Regions from separate parts of the Anas platyrhynchos genome. Here region 1 is linked to region 2. A link is a contact called in public Hi-C data. All regions are on one chromosome and are shown on one strand. The core of a region is the stretch at or near the end of the contact, and the rest is flanking DNA. Distances in the headings are between cores, read along the strand shown. Region 1 overlaps LOC110353382 (a long non-coding RNA gene). Region 2 overlaps LOC110353382 (a long non-coding RNA gene).

Region 1 (7,113 bases), core at 2,959-5,458, 92 kb after region 2:
CAGCAGGAACATTTTTAACATTTGCCATTTACAGATCGTTTTGACCGAAAAACCAGGAAAGTTTTCAGTTCCAGAAAAGCACTACAACAAAACTTCAGCATTTGCTCAATATTTTCTTTTCAGTAATTTCCAACCACCGGTACATGCAACCATTTTATTCTTTATTTTCGAGCTAACAATCAGGAAGATCCGACCCGTCCCCTGGCTTTTTCATATATATATATATATTTATTTTTTTTTTGGCCTTTTTTTATTTTTTTTTTTTTAAACCCACGGAGCACATTTCTAAGATTAATCGTTCAGTTTTTAAACTTGGAAGCATGAGGCATGCTGGGATTTCAGCTGAGGTCAAGCACCAATGTACCGAGCTGTTACTGTTACGCTCTCAGGGTACTCTGTGCTGCTCTCAAGAAGGAGGAAAAAAAAAAAAGAGAGAGAGAGAGAGATGCTGTATGCACTGGCCTGCAGCAAGGCAAGTCTCTCAGTATGAAAACACAGGCATGGATATTAATACACCTACATATGTAAATATATATACATATCTAGGGTTTTATTTACCTACATACATATTCATACACACGTATCGTCCATATGTGTATCTATACACACACCTCAATAGCTGTATTTACATGCATCCATATCGTGTATATCTTATCTACACGCGCGGATATAATAATCGCTATATGTGTACACACATACACCCCCATATCTGCATCAGCTGTAAAATTATCTCCGGAATATACACACACAAAAAAAAATCTCTGTCATCCAAACGCTGGTTTTAATTCGAGATGAGATTTTTTAAGGTAAATGGCCACAACCACCGCCCTACTATTAGCTGATCAGCCCTAAGGAGGAGAGAGACACTTATTTTTTTTTTTTTCCCTTAAAAGGTCTACCAAACACTATTGTATGTGTGTGTATACGTCTCTATATATACGCACGCGTGCACACATATACATAGATATAAGATATTTTTTTTATAAAATAAAATAAAGATGTCAAAGCACAACTCACAGCTCCCAAGAGCCTAACCCGTGGATTTAAAAGCTAAACATCACAAGTTAGGGTCTCAGGGATTGAGAGGGGCGCAACAAACTATTTCTTGCAAAAAAAAGGGATCAAAAATAAAAGATAAAAAGGAGAGAGAGGAAAAGAATAGCAGGCAAGTTCAATTCATGGCTCAAGATTACAAAACAGGACACACAGGTGGAAGGAAAGAGCTTCTCTAAGGACCCTCTGTTGAGAGAATACATTCCATTTTTAATCGTTTATACAAAAATGACAAGGCGCGGCAGGTTCCTTACAGCTTCCAACAACGTCGCTTGCGACAAATACATTAAAAGTCTCCGCATTTAAATAACGAAGAGGAAGAAAGGAAGGGAAGTTCGGGGCAGTGACGGAATTATTTTCATTGTTTCAACGAAAAGGAATGCAGAAATAAGAGCAGGAATATGCAGGCTCTCCCTCCAGCCGCCTGGCACAAAGCATGCAGCAGCATAAAGGCGCTGCCTCCCCGCCCCCTCCGCCAGCCCCGCGGCCGGCAGGGATGGAGAAGAGGAAGAAAAAAAAAAAAAAAAAAAAAAAAAAAAACCCGAGTCGCAAGAAAATCAGGTAGAAACTCACCACTTGGAAGCGGGGGAGGCTCCAGTTCTTCAGCGCCGAGAGCTGGGGGGGAAAAGCCCCGGCGGCGGGGGGCGGGCGGGCCCCCGGGCGGGCAGGGGCAGGGGCAAGGGGCAGGGGTAAGGGCAGGGGTAAGGGAGGGCAGAGCCGGGACCAGGCTGGGTGCCCGCCGGGTTTTGACACCCGAGCGAGCGCGGGCGAGCGAGCGAGTGCGAGCGTGCGGTGTGCGCAAGCCGGGGGAGGGAGGCGAGGGGTGGGTGTGTGCAGCTGGGCAAGCCGCTTGCATTTTTAAAACATCTTTTTTTTTTTTTTTTTTTTTTTTTTTAAGGGGAGAAAAAAAAAAAAAAAAAAAGGGAATATATCAAGGAAAAGAAAAGGGGGGAAAAAGGAAAAGGAACCGAATTCCTCCGCAGCACCTCGCCTGCCGCCCTCCTCCCTCCGCGCTCCCACCGCCGCCGCCGTTGTTATTATAATTATAATTATCAGCGGCGTTATTAAAGCGGGGGGGCTGGGGGGGCCGCGAGCTGCGGCCCGGCTCCCAGCCCCTGCATCAGCTGGGGCCAGCCGGGAGCCAGAGCAAGCCCCAGGCTGTCAGCCCCGGCCGCCCTCTCCCTTGCCAGCCGCGGGCCGGGCTTTTTTCGAAGGCAAACCTGGAGAAAAACCCATTTTTTTTTTTTCCTTTTTTTTTTTTTTTTTTTCCCGGGGAGAGGAGGGTCCCCGAGCCCCGCGCACACCCGCACCCCCCCCACCCCCCCACCCCGCACACACACACAAAAGGGTCTCCATCCTGCACCGACTCCTCTCCGAGCACCTTGTGCAACCCCAGCCAATGGAAATTTACGCCGGCCATAACCGAGAGCAGGATTTCGTCCCCAGCTCGCCACCTCCTTCCCCGCTCTTCTCCCCCTTTCCCTCCCTCCCTCCCCTCCCTCTCTTCCCCCCCCCCCCCCCTTTCCTCCCCCCCCCCCAAATAAATAATATGGAGCTGCACCCTCCACCCATCTCTGGAGCTGCTTCAGGGCCCAGCGGCAGAACCGGGGGGAAGCCCGAAGGTGCCGGAGGGGGGGGTAAAAAAATCCCAAATTTCCGCCGCTCCGCGCCCGGCGCTGCCCAAAGCGGCCCCCCCCGGCCCGGCCCCGCACGGCCCCGCACAGCGGTCACGGGCCCCATCACCGACCCGGCGGCACTCCCTCCGTCCTTTTCTCACCTCAGGAGTCTGAGCCCATTCACCAAAGTCCTTCCTCGTCCAGGATCTCAAATCTTTGCCTTTTTTTTTTTTTTTTTTCCTCCTTTTTTTTTTTTTTTTCCTCCTTCTGGATCAGCCAGTCCCGACATCATTAAACTACAGTCCTCCTCTTCCTCCTCCTTCCTTCTCCCCCTCTCTGTCTCCCCCTCGCTCCTTTTTTTTTTTTTTTTTTTTTTTTTAATTTCAAAAAGGGGGGGAGTAAAGGCGGGGGGGGGGGGGGGGACGGCTGGTGGGGAGGGGGGGAGTAGACATAGCTGCATGAAGTGGCTGCCTTTTAGAAAGCACATTTAATCTTTACTGGCTCCCCTAGGCTTCGATGAAGTAGAAGGGAAAGGAGAGGAGAGGGGGAAAGAAAAAATCCAGGCAAGGGAGGCTGTTGAGGGACAGCAAGCATCAGGCTCAAATCAACGACCAGATGAAAATGTACTAGACCACACTGCCCCCTCTCTTCCTCTCGCTCTGTCTCCGTCTCTCTCACACACTCTCACTCCTGGAAAGCTTCAGTGTCTGGTTACAGACTCTTTTGGATCCTTCCCCCCCCCCCTCCCCACCCTCGCCCTTTGCCAACTATCCTAGAGATTCCTTGCATGCCTACTTAAATCTTTAACAGAATAAGGACCCGGCTCCCCCCGCCGCCGCCGCCAGCCTCGCACACACACCAGCCCGGCTCCCCCCTCCCCAATAATCCCTTAAGCTCCCGGGAGAAACCCCACAGCCCCCGGGAGAAACCCCAAAGCCCCCCAAGGAGAAACCCCACAGCCCCCGGGACCCCTCCGGCAGCCGGCTGCTGCCCCACGCCGCCATCCTGCGGGGGTGCTTGAAGGGAGGGGGGGGGGGGGGAGGCAAAAAAAAAAAAAAAAAAAAAAGGAAGGGGGGAGGGATGGAAGGGATAAGGGGGGGAATAGGGGGACCGCAGCCCTTCGCCTGGCATCCCTCTGGCTGGATCTGGATTTTAAAACAATAAAATCCGCCGCTGCTGCTGCTCTGTCGGCTTCCCCCCCGCCGCCCCCCCCCCGGCACGCTGCAGCCCGCAGCCGCCCGTGGAAATCGCAGGGAGGCAGCAGGCTGCCTGCCTCATGCCCGCGATGACTTTCGAGCTGCCAAGCTCCTCTCCTCGACCCCCCCCACCCCCCCCTCACACACACACACCCCCCCGAGCCCTCCCCACAAGCCAGCCCTCCGCTCAATGGCAGCCCCGCTGCTGCCTCGCAGCCCGGACTATATTTGCAAGATGTGCTAATTTACCAGCTATATGCCCTTGGATTTTGAAATGAACTCATCAGTCACTGCTCCTAGGACCGATGCTCTCCCTCTCTCTCTCCCTCACACACACACACACCCTCCGCTGCAGACATGTTACTCATTCTCCAAGCATTTCCTCTCCCAATGTCCGTCAGACGCATATACACTTCATTGATCAAACCAAATCCCCTGATAACGATAAATAATAATACAGACAGTTAACATCAGCGGGGAGCTGGGGGGGGGAGAGGGGCTGACGACTAAATCTGCATTGTGCTTTTGGAGGCTGGTGCCTGCAGAGCTGCACAATGCGGAGCGCAGGTACACCCCACAAGACCCCCACCTTGCCATGTGGGGCCTCACCTGCCACCCCACATCCACCAGATCTATGGGGCTGGGGTTTGGAAACACGCCACCAGTGCCCTAGACCTGCCCCTGTACAGGCTGCTGGTGGGAGCAGGAGGTGCTGCTCGCCATAAAGCACCTAGCACTAAATCAATAGGGCAGTCTCTTTGTTACGCCGGGCACTGCACAGGTGCTTTTAGGACTGCAGCGGTGAATGCAGCTGGATATCCACGGCTCCTGAGGGTGCACAGGGAGATTTTCCGAAGCACCTCCCTTAGTTCCCACTGAAATCCTTTGTACTGCGGACAGCCAGCACCTATGCGAGGCACCAGGTTAGGGAGGCGGGCTGTTAAACGTGCCTCTGTGCCTTGCCAGGTATTTTCAAGGGCTTTGGTTTCGGGGTTTTTGTGGCTTTGCTTCCTAGTTCTCTGGGGCTACAATGGGGGAGGCAGGGGAAGCTGCCTCTTGGGATTTTGGCTAGTTCAGCGTCTTGTGTGGGTCTGGCAAAGAGAAAGTGACTGCAGTGTAAGTGTTCGGGAAGTTGGGGAGGGTGGGGCTATCTAGAAATCTTTGACTCACTGGGGTAACTCCCTGAACACAGGAATTAAATTATTACTCAAAGCAGGCTACATTTTATGAGCAGCAGCCTTAGAATGAAATTCTGCATGCATACAGAGTTTGAAACGAGTAAAATAAACATATGGAAATACGTATACAATACATAATTCAATTATTGGGTGCAATGCAGAAGTCCCTGGGTGATAGAGGAGGTGGAATTATGCAGTAAAGGCAGTCCAGGAATCCATGCATACAAATTTTCTCATTTATACCGACACAATCCTGATTGACATCAGCCTAGATAGGGGAAGAATCAAACCCTGTGTACTGAAGGATCTAATCTTTGGGAAAAGTAGACTGGATTAGAGAGACGGTATCTGCCACCATCCTTTCACTACCCGTACAGATACCATCCTCAGCATCATAGCAGTAGGTAAGATTTTGCCATCACAGAGAATTATTTACACCCATTGTCTTTTTCACGTTCCCCTGTCTTCCTTCCAACAACAATAACAAAAAATGTTTGATTTTTTTTTTTAAAGTTTTGCTGCAAACACATAATTTCTTTACACAATTTAACCAAGTCTTTGGAGGATACTTATTTCAAGCAGTTAACACCTGACCCCAATTTTTGTGGGTAATTAGTGAGCTAGATAACCACACAAAGTGGGTAATTATTTAGTACCCAAGGGTACTGTACAAGACGGTAGAGGCTGGCAATGTTAACAAAAGCACATCTCTAATTATTGTATCCATACTGGTGATGTTTTAAGAAGAGTTACTCCATCTAATGATCCATGATAAATCAGTAAACTATTTTGCTTCCCTTAGCATATATGGCTGGTCTAATCAAGGGCAGTATGTGAGGGCAAAGCAAAGCCAAGCCCCAGCTTCGGACTATACACAGACCTCGAGAGAAGCCAGAGGCATCCACTTGGAGAAGTTGGTACGACTGGAAGCATCTGCTCTAGAACAGCAGCCCCAGAGCCATGACTAAGAGCTAACAGTTGGTTGAGCTGACTTGAGAAGCTTGTAGAATATGCCTCGGGGTCTACGTCTCGCTTGGCAATGTGGCCATGCTGGGGGATCTCTGTATGCAACAAGAACCCTAGTCGTGGCTTAGCAGAGTTCAGCCTTGCTAATTACAAATCACTTTGAAAGCTGTGCAAGTGAGGTGCTTTGTGCCTGTGGAAGGTCAAGGCCGTAATGCAAGAAGGTAGCATTGAAAATAAAAACAATACAAAAAACCCCAACCAAATCGTGTTGGATAAATTTCAAACATTTGCCATCTCTAGTGTCTAAATTTCAAAAAACACATTTCTCACATCGAAAATACTAAATCTTCATTTAGTATTGGGATTAGTATTAGTATTGGAGTTGTGTTTTTTTTTCTCTTTTCACAAATTTAAGAAGGGATGGGAACTATCTATTTCGAAATACAGACTAAATAAAGAAGATTCAGCTACCAAAAAAAAAAAAAAAAAGTGGCTTTGATCATTAGGACCACGTGAAGACAGGAGTTATGTTGGAAACAGATTCGTAATCTTAAACACAGCAGTCACTATCCACTGACCACTATTTGCATCATTACACACACTTAAGGACATCTTCAAACCAAGGCATTACGCTTAGCAGCGAAGCACTTTCCTTTTTTAATTGCTTTTATGAATCATCACTAGCATCCGGACACTTTATTTACTGGAGTCCAGCAACCTTGTTTTTCAAAGGCTTAGACTCCAACACCTAAGGGCCTCCAGGCTGGCACAAAGAAATGGAGGCGTCATCCTCTTTTGATCATAGCCACGTATTTAACTCAGCTTGGGACTGTGCAAGCCAGGCACTATAGAAGCAAACCCAAACAGCAACATCACCTGACACTGTGACTGCCAGGAATTTGGAATTTAAACAGAGAAAGTCTGAGGGATTTCCCTAACTCCCCGTATCTCTCTTTTGTTCTTTTATTTTTTATCAGTTAAAAAAAGTTCAACGGAAAGAGGCCTGAAAATTGTTCTTATATTTTAAAAGGGACCAAATGCCTGTGGTCCATTTAGTCCTGAGCACTCCTGTTCATATCACCAATGTGAACAGGTTAAAAAGAA
Region 2 (6,881 bases), core at 4,347-6,846:
TAATGGGATTTAAGCTTTGATCTTTCAAGAAAACATGCTGAAAACGTAGCCCAAGGCATGTTCACCATTTTGTTTGCTAGTAAAACAATGCAATTTGATTTTTGTTGGCTTGTTGTTTTTAAGTGGAACCTCATGGGTGTTCTGTTAAATTCAGCCCACAAAAGCAATTTGTGTCATTTTAATGCAGCTCCTGTGTTAGAAATGTTTGTTTTTAAATGCAAGTTTTGTTTTCATTGTTTGCACATTAAAAGCTCGATCAATAAGAAAAGCAATTCATGATGTCGTTCCTCAAAATTCAACCCTTATCTACCCCATAAATTGGGGCAAATATGGAAGTGTAAGAAATAATGAAAGCTCATTATGTTGGAATATGAAAAGAATAATTCTGGTACTTCTCTGCTTTGAACTATCACTATCTAGCATGTCTGTTAATATTTACAGGACAGTCAAGTAAAGATACAGCCCTGTGACTGATAGGATGGAATAGAGCATTGTGTACTGGTAATTTGTTACATTCTAGTCTGCAGACACGTAGGCATAACTTTAGCTTGTTTAAAATGGAAGAGAGCCCTTCTTTTCTGCAAGAAACACATATCAAAATATTTACCAGCCAGTAAGTTTTTATGTATGCATTCTTAATAAAAATGATCCCAATTCTTGTTGAACTTCAACAGCAATATTGAGCTGCTGCAAACGTTGTTTTGTGTTTCTGACAAATGAAAATGATTGCAAGTGATTTCATTAAGCACTTTGTTATCAGTCTGTTCCTTTCAAACTGAGAGAATTTCATAGTAATTCTTTCATTAATAGGTTTTAATCATCAGAAACACAAGAACATGGGAACAACCTCACAGAATATATAACATGAAGAACAAGATCACAGTATATGCTGGGGACAGCAGTAGAGAGGAATCAACAATTTTATTTCAGAGTTGATGACTGGATTCTAAACGTAGGAAATCTTCCAATGATCTTGAGGGAATCAGGATAGGGACAACTCCCATAGCAAAGGTCAGACTTGAGCACTACAAGATTTGGGTTGCATCTCCTGATCTGCTACCAGCCTTGCATCTAACCTTGTACAAGACTTTCTACCTTGTGGAGCTGCCATTTTCCAACTATACCCAGGGAATAACGCTGCAATGGGTTTCTTTCTCTTTGATATTTGAAACACACTTAGAGATTCCTTAGCTGAAGGTGCTAGAAAGAAGTCATTATTGTTATATTTTTATAGCTCATTCCTTCCTGCAGGGTCCCAGAGGTATTTTAAAGTCTCTGTAGGCTTGGGTAGGAGGGAACAAAGAGTGCCCTACCATATTCTACTCCCCTCAGGTGGAAGCTGGCAACCCTGTAAAAGGTGTGTATCTAAATAACAATTTTGTAGGGCTGAGCAAGAGAGACAGATCTATGCAACTGGAAAAGTGAAACCTGAGTGAATATCATCTTCCAAATCGTTAAGGGTCAAGTACACTGTAATCTCCTTACTCTGACAACTATGGTGGAATATAGAAGATAAAACCTTGTTTTCACCTTTCGGGGGAGAACAGCCCCTCAACTGGTTGCATCAATGGCAGGAAGACCACCTACTAAGTTGTGGCCCTTCATTCAGCTGCAAAGTGTCTTTTAATGATAACAAGCCCCTTAAAACATCTCCAAGCAGACTGGCAGATTGCACATCAGTAACCAGTAGATTGGTGTAAAACAACAGGTAACAACGCAGAGCAAGAGCAGAAGTCACTGCATGGCTCAATGTGGAGCTGCACTAGTGTCCCTCCATTCACCATGTCTCAAGCTTCTTGCTCCATCTTCCCTAAAGGATCTCTTTCTTATTTAAATATATTTTTGCTTAAATAAGAGCTTGGTGTTACAACCAAGACCAGCGATACTTCAAAGTACGACTCCACTTGCCTTCACACCTCACAAAATCCCATCGACAAGGTAAAATTGATAAGGAAAACTGCCTACTGCAACAGTATCTGAAGTCGCTGTAGAAGTTTTACTGCTTAAATGCATTCAATAGCTGCTTCAGCAAACATACTCCATTGAGTGTAGTTGAGAAAGTATACGCAGAGTGTTTCGGAAAAGCAGACAGCCATGGCTTGGCTGTATTTCCAACTACATTGGCATTGCATTAATTAGCTGATGACTAGGCAGCATGCTGCAGCAAACCACGCTCGGCAAAGACATGCTGCTGCTCAAGGCTAGCATGGTGTAACTCCTAGGTTTCTTAATAACGCCACCCCACCACTCAGCAGACAGATTGCTGGTTTCCAAAAAATAACTACACTGAGAACATGCCACAGGAGCTGCTCATTGTCTGAAAATCAAAGATGTGACTATATTAGTTTTTTGGCCAGAATCCCAAAATTACAATGAAGTCTACAGTGAAATGGGCACCTGCTTGCTGCTTCCCACCACCACCACCCCCCATAATGAGATGACTGCACTTGAGTCAAACATAGTATCTGCTTGAGAATCAGAGAGAAGTGACTGTGAGCTAAACCTCTGCCATGGGGAGGAGATGCTCCTTTGCAATCAGAAGGTGGCTGCAAAGTTTGACTCATTTGGCCACCCTGTCTATCCAGGACCACTCTACTTGGACAGGGAAGCCGGACACAAGTATCTAGGGCAGCGTCCACTTCCCAGATTGTTCCCCACCAGCAACAAACGGCCAGCATGAACCAGGGAGAAGGTGAGGATATGCACTGCAGCCCCTCAGGCAGGACCTACTGCCGTTCAGACAGTGGACCAAAGGAGGCTGTGCCCTCAGGCTGCTGGATCCTGGCCACAGGCTGCACCTCCCTGTCCACCACCTCCCCCTGCCATCCCACATACTACTTGGCCACGGGGCCATACAACTGGGTTTGCAGACAGGGAGAAAGTGACAGGGCTACTCTATTTGCCTAAGTACTTGAGGCCAGGAGTATTCACATGACTGATCTGAAAAGCCCTTGAAAGCAGCTCTGTTAGGTAGCAGAAACAAACCCGCATGATTTAAGTGGCCACTCCACTCCATGCAAATAGGATTTGAACCTGAGAGGTGCAGCACACCACCAACTCCCATTTACTCAGACCATAGCTTGGAGCATTCAAAAGCTTTTGGCACCTCACAAATTCAACTGAGAACAGCAAAAAGCTGGTGATAACTAATCTATATGCTGGAAGCTGCCCTCATAAACCATTTGTTAAATAATTTAGGAACAGAAAACAGTAATAATAATAATAAAAAGAAGCAAAGTCTACTCCCAGATGATCTACAAACATGAAACAACACTAAGTCTGTGAAATAAACTCACCTAGCGCTACTCTCATACTCCCCTATCATTTCTTTTGATTCAGCAGCTTTCTTCCTTTTGGCATTTCTGGCTGGCAGGGCTGGATGTACTTGGTTAGAATTCAATACCACGAGGGGTTTTAGCAACTGAAAGCTGCTTTTTTCCCCCCCTTCTCTCTTCAGCAGCTCAACAGGAGGTAAACAAAACTTCTAGAAGAGTGACCTGCATGATTAAGGTCGGCCGAGTTTAAACTGCTTCAGTCCTCAACAGGACCCACCAGTAAAAATCAGAAGCTCCCTTTACTTTCTGCAACTAAATTATAAAGGAAGACTGAAACTGCCATTTCAAATCTCTGGATCAGCTGAAAAATACCCTGCAAAGTGATAGCAAAGCTCTTGCCAGTGCTCACTACCATTTGGTAGGTGTGTTTGTCCCAGCTGACTGCTGCGTGGTGCCAGATGCCAAGAGAAATGCAGATCATACAGGACAGGTGTGTACCATCATTAACTTGGATGAAGCACTGCATGGAAGAAGAAAGCAGGAAATAGAAGTATCAGGAGAAACGCCTTTCATGAGGCTTAAACCAAGACCCAGGAAGAGTAATAAATTCAACTTCTTATTGGCCCTGATCCAGTGGTGCATGTTACTTTAAAGATCAATGTCATCCAGTTGACTTCAGTCAAACATCTGCTTTCTGCTGCCAAGGGTGGTCAGCTACTGTCATGGCTTCAGTCTCCCTTCTGAAGCCATCCCTTGGCAGCAGCAGCAAAGTTCTGAACTACAACATCCAAACCTAAAGCCCTTTCAAAAGCATTGCTAAAAGTTGGGGGAAAAAAAATATTAACAGCAAGGAGACAGATGGTGCCATAATAAAATCCTCTATTCTTACTTATTTCCACTGCTTTTTCTTATCAAGACAGCTTCCCCCCAAAATATACCATGTTTGCACTTTGCATGTTAGATGATCCAAAGAAAGGACTAAAAACCTACCCAAGCTGATGGCATTAATCTGATGGCCTGACGAAGCTCAAACCAAGAACCAGTTACTAGGAAATAAAGACAAACCATGGCTGCTGTCCAGAAGAACTCATAAATCTAACCATCTCCTGCTTGCTCTCTTGTAACAGCTCTAATATTTCTTCTACTTTTACTTCTTGAAGATTGTTCATTATTATTACTTTCACCCCTTAGCCTCTCTCAGGATGTCAGCTCCATCTGCCACAACATATCAGACTGAATTTTAGCAAGTACTGTTCAGGTGTTCACTTTTCCCTTCTTGCTGAATTCTTATACTTGACATAAGACTTAAGAATACATATATACACACACATATATCTATTTAACAATAAATAAATATATTATCATAAATAAAGTCTCCTCACCTCCTGTCTTGTCTGCCTCTCAATTCCCAGTCACTCTTGTCTCATCCTTCATTTCCTTCTTACCTTGGAATTACTGAAAGCAATACAAAGATGATACATCTTCTTGCTTAGCAATGTTTTTGCTGATCATCTCAGCCACCACTTTAGCTTGTGCATTAGCAACCAGAGAATAAACTCTAATTGTTTTGACACTTCACCACTTGGCAACCCTTAACACAGCTAGGACTGTAGGCTTCAGCATTCAATTCTGCTTCTATGAGCAAAGAATTTCAGTCTGTATTGACTTGTACTTGGCTTCTCCCTTACAAATGTTTTCTGAACTTCTTTCATCTTTATCTTACTACTGCTAAGCATGTCATTTTCCTTTCCCTATTATTCAACAGCCTTTATATTCTTATGCAGCCCAATTTTCTGCCAGCATCATATTTTCATTTATGTCAACTGGATTACATGTTACTTCTACCTGCCTCCAAGTTACTGCCTTCTTTTAATGTCAGATAAAGTTATCATGCAGCAGACTGCACAGATTTTATTCAGCAATTGCATTCCTTTATGTTTTCAAATTGCTAGCCACAGTAGGCTGTAATTCTGCTACAGTATAAAGTGTTCGGCGAGACACAAAATAGAAATATGGGAACTGGCACTAAGAGTTATGGTCAGCTGTTCCTCCAGTGCAACATTCTCTTTCCAAGAATTACCAGGACCAACAGATTGCACTGAAGAGAAATCTAACATTTGTGGGATGACTAACCTGTCAGTAGGTGAGGCTTTCTCTTTTGTCAGATTAATTAGCAGTCATCTCCTTCCTTTAAACATAAGACTATAATCCTTCCAAGACTCCCAGCTTCATTTATTTATTTTATTACTGTAATTGGGTATCCTTCCTATATTGTTATGGCTGGCGTCAGTAGATGGCACTGTGACATACACTCTTTCAGGTTCTTTTTTGTTAGCCTGCAAGCAAAGGTTCAGTTTTACAATTTTGTGTGTGTGTGTGTGTTATAATTAGTTTTGTTTATGCAAGATTCTGGAGTCCTTCGGGAGAAAACTGTGGAAGCAGTGAGATAATTTGCTTTCTGCATTTGCCCTGCTCTGATTGAGGTCAGTTCTTGAGCCAGAATCAGTCTCTGGGTACCAGTCACTGAGGTTAGGCTGAGATTCCTCTAAGAAGGGATTATCCTGCATATTATTTGACGACTCTTGCTCCAATACTGGTACACCAGTCTAAATAGGGCAATTAAACTGAGAATGTACCAGTATTCCCCTCCAGTAGGAAAGCAATCTGCAGTGCCCAAGCTATCTTTTTGCCCTGTGACAACAGATACATGTTGCTATATTTAGAACATGACTCTGGTCTCCAAAGCAGCAAGAATGGTACATGGAACTGGAAAAATCAATCTCTGAAGTCCTTTGCTTTCTGAAGTTGGATGTCTAATGCTTGAGACCCAAACTACAAATTCAGGAATTCACGTTCAAGTATTATTGTGAGCAAACATGGTTCCTTGAATGACAAGTCAAAATCTGTTTAAGAGACATGAACTATGGCTAGCATCCTCTTAAATTCACTAGGACATGGAAAAACCTGTGGAATGTCAAGACAAAAAAAAAAATTGGTGCCAAGACATGAACTGAAATGCCTTCAAATGACTTGATGGCCAACATTTTCAGTGTCAGATGCCTTAACATATTTCCTTTTTTTGAGGGAAGAGAAGAACAAAAAGTGTCATCTTTTATCTAAGCTTAAGTTAGGAAAAATGATATAATGATACCTAGAAATCTCAGAGAAGGCACAAAGCTCTATTGAGCTAAGTGCTTTTCAAATACAAGATAATAAATGGATTTAGATGAAAATTTCAACTGATTTCTTTAAAAAAATCTTTTTATGAAAAAAAGATGATGAGCAAGAATGGTTAATGTTTATCAACAGTTTTTCACAAAAGCACCTTCAAAATTTCCTTGTATTTTACTTTCTCACTTTTAAAGCACCAAAATCAGCTCTATCTTTAAAACTTTGTTAATGATTTAAAGGAACCGCATGTGATGAATGAAAAAAAAAAAAAGCAATACATGAGAAGAAAGGAGAAAAAAGACTAGTATTGAGGAATACCAACAAAATATTGTTAGAATAAACATATTTTGTAAATATAAACACATGCACTCAGTGCATTGTGTGAAATGTCTTTATGACCTCACAGGGTGAAACGTCCTTCATAAGAGTGATGAT

What was found. A called contact is a pair of places that touch in the nucleus more often than the background predicts.
Region 1: a Hi-C map of F1 follicle shows a contact between it and region 2, with 2.3 times the contacts expected there. The contact joins two enhancer-like sites. A contact is called at or near these places in 2 of 8 Hi-C or Micro-C datasets (F1 follicle and liver).

What each region holds. Positions count from the first base shown.
Region 1 is chr25:7,287,718-7,294,830 of IASCAAS_PekinDuck_T2T, forward strand. It overlaps LOC110353382 (a long non-coding RNA gene), which reads right to left. Exons shown (of 18, transcript XR_011804905.1): 16 at 1,627-7,113. Among named protein-coding and RNA genes, the nearest start is that of UBASH3B, 180 kb to the right of the region's middle. Within about 2 kb of position 4,209, at least 7 of the 8 cell types and tissues checked have an H3K27ac peak or open chromatin away from gene starts, as enhancers often do. A contact at or near this core is called in F1 follicle, where this site is marked.
Region 2 is chr25:7,194,570-7,201,450 of IASCAAS_PekinDuck_T2T, forward strand. The region is part of intron 16 of LOC110353382 (a long non-coding RNA gene); the gene reads right to left. Among named protein-coding and RNA genes, the nearest start is that of SORL1, 91 kb to the left of the region's middle. Within about 2 kb of position 5,597, at least 1 of the 8 cell types and tissues checked has an H3K27ac peak or open chromatin away from gene starts, as enhancers often do. A contact at or near this core is called in F1 follicle, where this site is marked.